Linked DNA regions of Mus musculus: all the other regions are linked to region 2. A link is a contact called in public ChIA-PET data. All regions are on one chromosome and are shown on one strand. Each heading gives the region's core, a stretch centred on a gene start, on an enhancer-like site or on the middle of the called end of the contact. The rest is flanking DNA. Distances are from core to core; before and after follow the strand shown.

Region 1 (3,651 bases), core at 105-2,604, 150 kb before region 2:
GCCAGGTCTTTTTATTGCATGATTAATTGGAGATATAGAAGTAACAGTTGTACTGGGCTGCCCATGGCCTCTATATTTAAAATCTGTGTTTCCTTCTCATTGTTTTGTTTGTTTGTTTGTTTGTTTTTAATAAAGTAAAACCTGGCATCCCTCACTGGAGAAGTGTTGCCTTACATGATGAACCAAGTTCTTGGCTGACACAAGAGACTTTGAGGGATTTCTGTCTCATTCATCTTTTGTATGACAAACCACACAGCACTGGCAAACTAGTTGATAAACCACCAGAGTGTGACACCTGGGTTGTCCTCTGCTCTCTGGGCAGGAGGAAACCAGGCCAATGCATCACTAAGGAACGGGTTTCATGGCTTGTCACTGGCATGTGTAGTGTCTTGGGCTCAGAGCTCAGCACTAGTCTCCCTTGTGTTGCCATCTCTGAGAGTGGAGGAATGTTTCTATGTTGGCATTCCAGTGCTTGCTGTGTGGATGAGCCCAGTTGGGCTGAGCAGATATGACTTCCTTTGCTCTCGAGTGAAACATACCAGTTTGAAAGTGTGCTTGATTGCTTAGCAAAGCTGTAGCATTCGGTTTCTCAGTTCTTGATGTTCGGGGACCTGTGCAAAGCTGAGAAACCATTGCTTTGTGTATACACGGTGTCCAACAGATGCCACACCTACAGTGACCCAGTATCTGCAGTGAAGGATGTTCCTGTCAGCCCTATTCTGTATCAGGCCAGTCAGCGTCAGGCAGAGTCCTTTCCTTCTCCTGTGTTGGTAGTTGGGCATGGGGTTTTCTCTTCACATTATTAAAACTCCCATCTGCTTTTACTTAGCCTCGGAAGACCCAGTCTTCCTGGGAGAGGGAAGGGTGCATTTTCCTAAAAACAGAAGTGGTAAACATTTGATGTTCAAATGTTTGTTGTCTTTTTACTTCCCAAGCCCTGAGCTATTTAACGATATTAATCTTATTGCTTGTAATTAACCTACATAAGAAAACAACACAAATGTTCTCAGTTCCTCTGCAGTAGGCTTCAAGAACAGTAGGACTCTTCAGTTTCTCTGATGCCTACGAGGTGCATCCTGGAGATGCTGTGTGCCCTGGCAGAGCTAAGTGTGCTGCTTGCAGTACTGACCAAAGTCAACCCTAGATCCCAGAGAAAAGAGCTTTTTGAGCATATTAAATGTCATCTTCTTCATCCCCTTTATTTAAAAGATGGGAAAACCTGGTGTGAATGAAGGCTAAATTTAGATTAGAATAATAGACTCAAATGTTTTTTCAAATGTTACCACACTGTGCATGACTTCCTGTGCTGATATGCACAGAGCTTCCCTTCTTGTTAGGACGGAAAAGCTGCTGCTCTGTGCCTCTGCCCAGGAAACCTGCCACCTATCACCTAACTTGTGGTCTTTCTCCACTGAGGAGGACACTTCTCTGTAGTCAGAATGCAACAGTGCTGTTTGATGGTGGCAGTGATGATGGCAAAGTCAAGCAAAGGTGGACGGAGTCACAGGCTGAAGCCTAGTGTGGTAAGCGGCCACATGTAGGTGCCTGCGAGCTGGGTGAATCCTCTGGCAGGGCTGAACAGTTACAAATGAAAGCAAGCCTGTTGCCATGTCTGTCTGGCCGTGAGGAAAACCCAGCACTGTTGCTCTTGTCAGATTTAAATTTGTGTTTTGGAATGTGTGATGCTTAATCTAAAGAATGACCTCCTCACCCCCGGAAAAACAGGAAGTTTGATGTAAGATTGCATCTCCTTAAAGTGTCTGAGATGCTGCTATACCCATGAAGTCTCTCTGACATGGCCGTCTAAACATGAATTGAACAAGACACTACCACTAGACATGCTAACGTAAGTGGGGAAGGGGTCGCTCTTGAGGCCTCGAAAGGACTATGGGCAACTAAGGAAACTGTGAGTGGGGGAAATGGTCTGACTCAGGGACGAGCACTCCGGTCCATACCAAACGGTCATCCCTGAGCACACATGTACAAGTGATGTTATACGGACTGAGCAAGTTGAGCTTATATATTTAAAACATGGACACATATATGTGTAATTAACAAAGAAAAAGACTCCACGAGCATTCAGGAAAAAACAAAACAGTGAGAAAGATGGGGTCAAGTCTTGACTCTCCAGGACTTGTTTTTTTTTCTGTAAAGTCAAATCTCTACAGATAATGTTTCCCATGACTTACATCGTGTCAGGCTTGGCGTCTCTGTGACGGCCTCAGTGCCTTGGCACCTGCAGCGGAATTGTGGCAGGGGGCTCCTGACTGCTGAAGGCTGCAGTGCAGTATCATTGGGAGCGGGCCCTTTGTCACTCCGCCTTACATTGCTTCATAACTTTCTGGTATGTTGAGGGCCTTGAAACCCTAACAGTTAGACATTAGAGGCAAAGACAGACCCTCCAATAAAAAGATGGGTTAAGCTCTACTTATTATATATTATTGGTAAAACCAGAAAGACATCCTCCATTTCTGTTCCTTATTTTGTGTTTATCACTTAGAACAGTTAGGCTTGTGTACAAATGAGACACCAGAATTTGTCCCTAGCTCCAGTCTGGAGAGAAAGCAGCATTCATTTGAAAGTCTAGATTTGTAAAGTAAATTTAGCTCTGAAATGGCTCAGCATTTAAAACTGCAGCATAGCACAGTGTTGAAATTATTTCTTGTGCTAGGCGTGGTGGTGCACGCCTTTAATCCCAGCACTTGGGAGGCAGAGGCAGGAGGATTTCTGAGTTCGAGGCCAGCCTGGTCTACAAAGTGAGCTCCAGGACAGCCAGGGCTACACAGAGAAACCCTGTCTCGGGAGGGGGAAAAAAAAAGAAATTATTCCTTGAAACTTTTTGATAGGAATTACTAGATAGCATCTGACAATTGGAAAGGTCCCAGCATACACTAATTAGCTTTCTCATTGTTGTGACAAAATACTCGGAATGAATAATCTTGGCGAGAAAAGAAGTGACTTAACTCGTGCTTTGGGATGGCTCAGTCCCACTGCACACTGGGACAGAGCTTGCTGGTGGAAGACGAGTGTCTTCGTCGTGGCTTGACGCAGATGGAAAGGGGGAGGAGGAGCCGGGACAAGGCAGGGTTTCCAAGCCCCTCTGTATAGTGACTCACTCACGACAGGCTCCCATCTCCAAATGTTTCCAGGATGTCCCAAAGTAATACCATTAGTTAGTAGGCCATTCAATAAACCCTGTCTCGACCCCCCCTCCCAAAAAAAAAGATTTCAAGCTGCAGTCTTTTTTCAAGGAGCGTGGTGATGCAGCTTTCCACTTAAAGAGCACACATTGTAGAGCAGCCACAATGAATTGTTCTCAGTGAATACTAAGTGTTGACACGACCACTACACCCTGCCCGTCCATAACAGGCATTTGGAAGTGTTTGGGGGCCACATGCTTCCACTCAAGTCCAGGGTACCCTCACTGAGAACAACTGGCTAACTTCCTGTTTGTTTTTAAGTAGTGGGGTAGCCATTGGATATTAACTGCAGACATTTATCTTAGAGCTCGCAGGCAGCATGGTTCTTCTCGATGGCCCTAACTGTGAAGCAGACATCCATCTGTGGCGGTGCATTTCATCTGTAGGATAGCTTGATATAACGTTGTATTTCAACGTTCCAGTCAGTGCTAGATGTATGTGACTAGTACCT
Region 2 (4,092 bases), core at 1,545-4,044:
GTTTCCCTTCCAGTAACTTCCAGTAAAAGTCTCATTGCATGACCTTCAGCTCAGCTTGCTGACACTGTCATTCTGCCAGCTGTCCTGAAATAATTACTAAAAGTCCCTGCTTTGCTCCGAAGAATGTCCCATAGGACAAAATAGCACATGGCCCGCCTGCCTAAGCACCCTACCTCTTATTGAAGGTGAGTGTGAAGCGGGACAGGGACATGAAGCCAAGCTCAGCCACCGCCCTCCCATGCCCTTCTCGTAGCAGAGGGAATGGAAGAGCGAAACTGTGCGGCCCACACAGGTGACTGCCAAAACAGATGAGCAATGGGTGGTGCCCTGGGAGCAAGTCAGACGACAGTGTCAGCTGCAGAGGACCAGGACAGCCCCAAGACCAGAAATAAGCTTCCTTGGAATCTTGGGACAATTCCAAGCAAAACTGGACGGCTTAAATAGCTTTCTGCTTTCCTGTGCTTCATAAAATTCAGTGTTTTTAAAAATCTGCAGAACATTCTCTTTTAAGACGTAAAGTTCAAAATAAAATTTCTAAGATTTTTCCAAAAGAATGAAATAAAATTAAGCTTGCACACATTCACTGAAGTTAAAAGAAGTCCCATTTGCAGAGTCTTAACAGGAATATGTTAGATATTAATTTCTAAACTTGGATCTAGTAGTCTGTTTATTAATGTGCATCTTTAAAGTCCTGTGCAGGAAAGAACATTTTGTAACTTCTATATAGCCCATTTCCAAGTGAGACATATATTTGTACAACATCTGACCTAAATCCACAGTGTATATAAAACATTTGAAGAATTCATCTTATGTCCAGGCAGATACAGGACTCAGTTCATTAACTTTTTATGGCTCAGGCATATAAAACCCACAGGGCACCTCACCTCCACGCAAATGTCACCAGAGTGGCAGGAGGAAGCAGAGCAGTGCAAAGAGTGCATGCTGGAGGCAGCCACCAAGGTTTGAATCCTATTGGTCCAAACTCGGCATTTGCATCTGCAGAATGGGGGCAATTTTGGTAATTTAGTAAGATTATCTAAATAAAGTGTTTATGACAGTTCCCAGAAAATACTGTAAACTATGATAATATTGACCACGATGATAATGGAAGTGATGGCGATGATGATAATTACAGAGTAGGCAGAAGATGAGCTGATTGGAGCATTCGGGCATGAGCTTGTGGAAAAACAAATGGACACTTTATCTAAAGTGGCCCCCAACAGAAGGCTTACTTCTGCTACTCTAAGAGTAACTATCCATTCACCATTCCCCTCCCTTACAAAATGACAAAGTCCTAAGGGGTCTCCGTCAAAGCAGATGCAGATTGCTTGAGGGAAGGGTTAGACTGATGTGTATCTGCCCGGATAACTCACACGAGGCTTGAAATAAGGTAACTGAGTATTGATATCAGCTTCCCAATAGTTCTTGACTAAGCATAACACACCATCAGACACTGGCTGTCCTGGATGCTAAGGGCATATGTTGGCTTATTGGTGGGGTCATCACATCACACCAGGATATTGCTGTCTTTAACAAGGACAAAGAAATCTTCACATTTTTGTTGGTTTGTTTGTTTGATCTCTTGCCTACAATAGAGAAATAATCCCAGTATTTTTCTTCTTACCATATATACTCTTAACAGGCTTAGTCTCAGCTAGAAAGATCTTTCAGAATCCAAGACACCTTGCCCAGTGATAGCTCCCCTGGACAATGTAGAGGAAATAGCAGAAAGAGTCCCAGAGACCAAGGACTCGTTTTCAGAGCTAAGTCAAAGGTCAAGGGTGAGGACTGTAGCATCAGACTCCTCCTGCCACTAGGATCCCACAGCCAGAACTCCCTGGCCTCATCCAGGGAAGTGCCCAGTGGCAAGTCACTGCACTGAGAAAGCTCGGGGTTATCATATCAGTTATGTTTCTTCATGGCCTCCCTCAGTTCCTATGAGGCTGGCCAGTCAGTCATAGGTCATTCTCTCTATAAGCCCTGTTGCCTGGCAACACAGCTCACATCTATTTCTATCAGGTTTCCAGGCAAACAGGCTAGTATACTAAGCCAAGGTCCTTTCATTTGTTTTCTTTAAGAAGGAAACACATTTTGTTCCCCCTTTCCTGACATATCCCTGGTACATCTTAAAGTCAGTACCCATGAGACTTCATGGTAGCCAGTTCCTTTCTCACTGCCCAGCCACCATATGTTGCCTGCCTTGTTATCATGGTCATTCTCACAAGTTTTTGCACAGCTTCTATCCCCAGCTCCAGAGCATGACAATTGGATAACTGTCAGAGTTTATACACAGTTTGCCTCCAATCTCTCCTAAACACATCTGCTTTGCAGACCCAGATAATTGCTCATCATTGTTTGTTCAGCCCCGGAGCATCCTTCTAATGATGGTATCTAACCAACCACAGGCCTGGAACTTAAAAGGCAAAACAGAGCAAAACCACCTTTGGATCTCACTTCTGAGAAATTACATATTAACCCCTAGAATTAACTGATGGGTCCCTCTGTTTAATGCCGTGGTGCCGTTGAGGATCCTGCTGAACCTCGAGCTGCCCCATGCCCACAGTGCCTACTTACCATGAGCTGCCTGCCGCAGAGAAGCAACAATGTCCTATCCCAGCTGTTTCTCCAGAGCCAGAGATATCCATCTTAGTTGGCAATTAGACCCCCAGTTGCCAGCTCAAACACCAATGATTGTACTGGGCTGAGTTTCAAGACCCTAGCATCACTGAGGGAAACAAAGGGGAAGGCTCGGAGGCGGTTGCTGGGGACTCAGCTTTTGCTGACACACGAGTGCCTGGAGGAAGTGGCTATTGCAGGTTTTCTGTGATCTAGTTCCAGCATAAGGCACTGCCTTCCTGCAGCAGGAAATGGTAATAGCCCACTGTGGAAACCAGCCAAAGACTCAAAGAGAGTTTGACTGAATCAAGTCCAGGCTCCAAAACGTTCTAAGTGATAAAATGCATGAATCTTTGGGAAACCAAAAGGATTTCTCAAATCAAGGCTATAAAAGCTAAACCAAAGAGTTTAATGTAAAAAATACAATTTTTCCATAGGATTTCTATGTGCAATTTCAACTATACTGATCCACAGTTGGGCACTTGTTTGGAGATTATTCTATTTGATTTTCCGCTGATGGTATAAAACCCTGACTAAACCCATGTGGATGGGGCGAGTGTTTCAGCTTACAGTTTTATATTCCATCAAGAGGGACTCAAGGTGGCTGCCTGGAGGCAGGACGGAAGCAAAACCCACAAAGGAGTACTCATTACTGACTTGCTCTCCTGGGCTTGTTCTGCTAAAGTTCTTACAGCTCAGGTCCTCCTGCCTAGGGATGGCACCACCCACAGTGCGCTAGGCCCTCCCATATCAATAGAAATGATAATATGTTTCACAGACATGATACTCTGGTGGAGAGGGTTAGTCAACAATAACTAGCCAGCAGAGAGGGCCAAGCACAGCTATTCGTATACCCTTGAAGAGCAGACTTATGCTGGGGAAGGCTATCAAGCACACAGCTTCAGAAGAGGTGAACATGGAGCAGCAAGGGAAGGGCTAGACCCCTGCCTAGCCAGCCAGATCAGTCAAATCAACCCTGCGATCAGTGAGGTGACAGATGTCACAGCCAGATAACTCAGAGCCAAACACTACACATGCTTTTAAATGGCGGGGAGCCACCAGAGACTTGCAGTATAAAAGTTCTGGACCCGTGTCAACCCCTCTGTGCTCTGAGGAGGCCTTGCTCTCCTGTCTTCCCTGAGATGTCGGGCATTTGTAATGAGATCATAAAGAACTGACCGGTCCAAGGGTCCAGAAGGACAGTGAAAGGAGCGGGGCCGTTTAGTTAGACACCCACTGCTGTGACAAATGACTGAGAAAAGCTACTTAGAGCCCAAGAGATTTCCTTTGTAGCATGATTTCAGAGGGTTCAGCCTGGGCCCCACTGCCTCCTGGCCTGTGGTAAGGCAGCAGGATGGGGTAGACGAGGAGGGTCAGATTATCTGACTGCAGCCTGTAGGGTGACACTGCCTTCACTTATGTATTGTCCCGTGTAGCAGGCCCTGTGGCAGACACAGCCAGAAGCAGGCTTTACTG
Region 3 (3,568 bases), core at 805-3,304, 250 kb after region 2:
AGCTCCAGGCAGGATGAGCTTCTCAAGTGTAGCTATCCACTGCCTCAGACGCACTTCAGTCTAATGACATCAGAATCTCCGGAAACAGATCCCTGTGGCCAGTAACCAGCGGGCTTGGGGATGCTCCATGGTTAACAGCCACCTGAAAAGAACTAATTGTGGTAGCTGATGCTAAAGCTTTAGCACCCCAGTGTTCAGGATCACCCCAGCAGAGTAGCTCCCCTCTGAAGGCCCTCTTCACTCTGATAGGCTTGACCTTTATACCTCATATCCAAGAATGACAGGACTTAGACCTTGAATTCTACAATGACAGTTTATGCTCACTTGATTGCCACTGCCTATGGTCACACATGTGCGCGTGTGCGCGTGCCGCGCGCGCGCACACACACACACACACACACACAATGTAGTGACACACAAAACTGTTAAACTAAAAGCAGGTGCTGTTCCTCCCGTCTCAGTTCCAGAATGGTATGCAGCAGCACACACACAGCTGGTGCTATATTGGTTTGATTTTTGTTTTGTTTTGAACAGAACACACTAAACACACCGAGGGTCTGAGACAATGTAGGCTTTTGTGACTGTGTGAAGCGCTACTCCTAACAAGATCTGTAGACACTGGCCCTAAACTCACAGAGACCCTGAGTGCTGTGACTAAAGGCATGGGCCGCCACCACCCAGTGGGACTTTTGTTTTTTGTTTTTTTGTTTTTTTATTTATTTAGTTTTTATTTTGTTCAAGGTAGGGTTTCCCTGTGTAGCCTTGGCTGTCCTAGAATTCACTCTGTGAATCAGACTGGCCTTGAACTCAAAGATCCATCTGCCGCCTGAATGCTGGGATTAAAGACGTGCATCATTTTCTCTATACATTTCTAAAATGAAAAAATAAAGTTGATCTATTCTTCTTCCCCCACTCCTCCATTCATTCATTCATTCATTCATTCATTCACTTATTCACTCATTTTGAGTTCTAGCAATGGGACCCAGGGCCCACACACAGTTACAGGTCAGGTCTATCACTGAGCTATATCCCAGCCCCAGGTGAGTCACTTCTCAACGGGGATCAGTTCTAGATCGAAAAACTTATCTAAACTATACCATATTAACATTGTGTCTCTCAAGAGTGATTTGCAGTCTGTAGAGTGCACTCAACTATGCGTTTTTGAATGTCCCTGCTTTCAGGAGAGCACTCTGCTAGAAAGGTTCTAACTGCCCCAAGACCTTGACAGTGCAAACGCAGTGTTAAAGCGGATTGCATTCTGTCTGCACCCATGACACTTGTAAACCATACTATGATTATGCTGAAGAAATGCACTACAAACCCCACAGAAGCCTCGCACTGCTGGACAGACAGGTCTCAATCCATGCCAAATCAGAAAATCACGGGACAGCTTCTCTGAAATCTCGCTTGAGAAAAGGTCCATTGTAAAATCTCCAAAGGTCCTGAAAGGCTTTGAGGAGCCAGGAGAAGCAGTGTTCCCACCCATTGGGAGGCCCCCAGTGGCAGCAACTGTGGAGAGGTTAGGAGAATTCTGTGAGCTAGGGGCTTCCCAGGGCGACCACCCCCAGCTCCTCTTTCCTTTTCACAAAACAGAAGTGGGGATTTCGTCTTTGCTGAACAGCCTTTAGGACTTTCCCAGCCTCCCAAGGAGAAGATGCAAAGTGGGGGTCCCCACTTTTAAGGACCCCTGAAGCTCCCCTAGGACTTGACCCTGGTGAAGTGTTTGTAAAGATGCTGCCCCATCTGCATTTCACCCATTAAGCCATCCTGACTAAAGTTAGGGCGTGGTACTACACTAGGCAGCTTCAGAACCTTCTAGATGACATTTAAACAGTTCCGATGGAGAACAACAGCTTCAGGCTGTATATCGATAAGCGCAGGCCTGTGCACTGTGCTTAAAATGGTTGGGAGGGGTTTGGGGTGGGCATGAAGGCCGGAGCTCGGGACCCTTTCACCCTCCTGTACTGTACCTGGCCTTCAGTACTGCCTCCCGCATCCCTTTCCACACCACCACCTCTTACTTTCTGTTTCACTTTTCTTCTTTCCACCTCTTCTGCAGCAGAGAGCAGATTACAGGAAGTAGGAGACAATCGAGTTAAACTAGGTAACTGAACTGTGAGCAGAGCTCAGAGGTGGAGCGCTGGCTTAGAGCCTGTGAGGCCCTGGGTTTGATCTCAGCTCAGAGAAGTGACAGCCTTTTCCAGGGCATAACCCACTATACTCCAGAACAAGCCAGTAGAAGTAGGCTTTACCTCACCAAGGGCAACATGGATTGGCACAGACCCTTTACGTGCCGTGCCCATGCTTAGAAACTATGAGATCTGTTGAAATGGGAGAGGGAGAAATAGAAAGACTTGCTTGTTGACACCCAGAGATATCCATGTCCCTGTGTCATCGGAAAGTGGAATTCTTCTTTTATGCCAAGTACCGGTTGTCCTGTCTCTGGGGGAAAAAATGTCATACCCTGGGCAAGCATGGAGAGAGAGAAAAAAAGTAATTCAGGAGCAGGCAGGCATCCAAGCATCCGACTGAGTATACAGCAGGAGCCGATCTGTGTGAGCTGTGTGTGGTTAAATCAGTCAGGCCTGAGTGAGTCATCTGATACTCTCAGGATGTCTCAGCAGAGAAGCCGCACCAAGCAATGCAGCTTAGGGATCAGACAGCAAAAGTCCCTTTATCATTGAAACCTCCTGACCTCAAAGTCAGTCTTCTGTGTTTACATTCTTTGGGGAAGTCACCTCAGAAGACATAAAGAGGCTTTTGAGCTTGTAGCTTAGCAATTTTCACAAGGATCCAGAACCACCTTTTTCAGTGGCCAATTTAAATGTCTTATTAAACCAGCCTTTGAGCCCAGATCACTTATTAAATATTTGACCCAGGAATCTAAGCCTGAAAAACTAACAACATTAAAAATGACATACAAATAATATGGGAGATGCAGGTATGTTGCTATCTAGGCTGAGAGCATCTAAGCTATAAATTTCAAAACCTTCTTGACTGAAAAAGGAGAGTGCCAGGTAAGTCCATTTGTCCTGAGTCCCACGGTGGGACCAGACCGTGGTTGGCATGGCCCAGAATGAGAAGAGTCCAGGCAAGCAGGAGCTGCAAACTCACCAAACTCTTCTACACTTGACCGTTTGAAACAGAAACAGCAGCAACCAGAAGACCATTTTTTAAAGATGGTCTTTTTGTGGTAAAAATAATTTGAGGTAATGCTCTTCTTAGAAGTTTGGAAGGAATCTGTTGACACATAGCTCCAACAAACTATAAACACCCCCAACCTTTTGTTAGGAATGTATACCGCCAGCAGTAAAGCATGGGGCTTATTGAGATATGAGGAATGCTCCTATAACAGCAAGGAGTACCCACAGGGATGCTTCCAGCATCTGACTAGGGCTCGCATGTGCTGCTGGCTAGGCGTGACAATGGCATCGAGGGTGAAGGTCTTCTGTGTGCGCAGGTCTAGCTCAGGGACAGTATGTTCACTAGTTCACTGATGAGCCTGAGAACAGGCAGAGAGCTGCTGTGATGGGTCAATCAGGGCCTTTTGTGTGCGCCTTTGTTCTCT

The links. ChIA-PET counts read pairs in DNA pulled down with a chosen protein or histone mark.
Region 1: an RNA polymerase II ChIA-PET map of memory CD8 T cells shows a contact between it and region 2, with 47 read pairs. The contact joins the enhancer-like site here to the promoter of C030034L19Rik in region 2. A contact is called at or near these places in 2 of 39 promoter capture datasets (the C10 cell line and macrophages), 4 of 484 Hi-C or Micro-C datasets (CD4 T cells, bone marrow-derived macrophages, embryonic stem cells and 1 more), 1 of 115 datasets of contacts at active chromatin or transcription factors (memory CD8 T cells) and 1 of 9 other capture datasets (embryonic stem cells).
Region 3: an RNA polymerase II ChIA-PET map of memory CD8 T cells shows a contact between it and region 2, with 24 read pairs. The contact joins the enhancer-like site here to the promoter of C030034L19Rik in region 2. A contact is called at or near these places in 1 of 484 Hi-C or Micro-C datasets (regulatory T cells), 2 of 115 datasets of contacts at active chromatin or transcription factors (CD8 T cells and memory CD8 T cells) and 1 of 9 other capture datasets (macrophages).

What each region holds. Positions count from the first base shown.
Region 1 is chr3:9,547,789-9,551,439 of GRCm38.p6, reverse strand. The region is part of intron 2 of Zfp704 (zinc finger protein 704); the gene reads left to right. Among named protein-coding and RNA genes, the nearest start is that of Zfp704, 60 kb to the left of the region's middle. Within about 2 kb of position 1,354, at least 52 of the 459 cell types and tissues checked have an H3K27ac peak or open chromatin away from gene starts, as enhancers often do. A contact at or near this core is called in bone marrow-derived macrophages and memory CD8 T cells, where this site is marked.
Region 2 is chr3:9,401,722-9,405,813 of GRCm38.p6, reverse strand. It overlaps C030034L19Rik (RIKEN cDNA C030034L19 gene), which reads right to left and starts at 2,794. Exons shown (of 4, transcript NR_160691.1): 1 at 2,575-2,794; 2 at 885-996.
Region 3 is chr3:9,152,872-9,156,439 of GRCm38.p6, reverse strand. No RefSeq gene overlaps it. Among named protein-coding and RNA genes, the nearest start is that of Gm41996, 20 kb to the left of the region's middle. Within about 2 kb of position 2,054, at least 158 of the 459 cell types and tissues checked have an H3K27ac peak or open chromatin away from gene starts, as enhancers often do. A contact at or near this core is called in CD8 T cells, memory CD8 T cells and regulatory T cells, where this site is marked.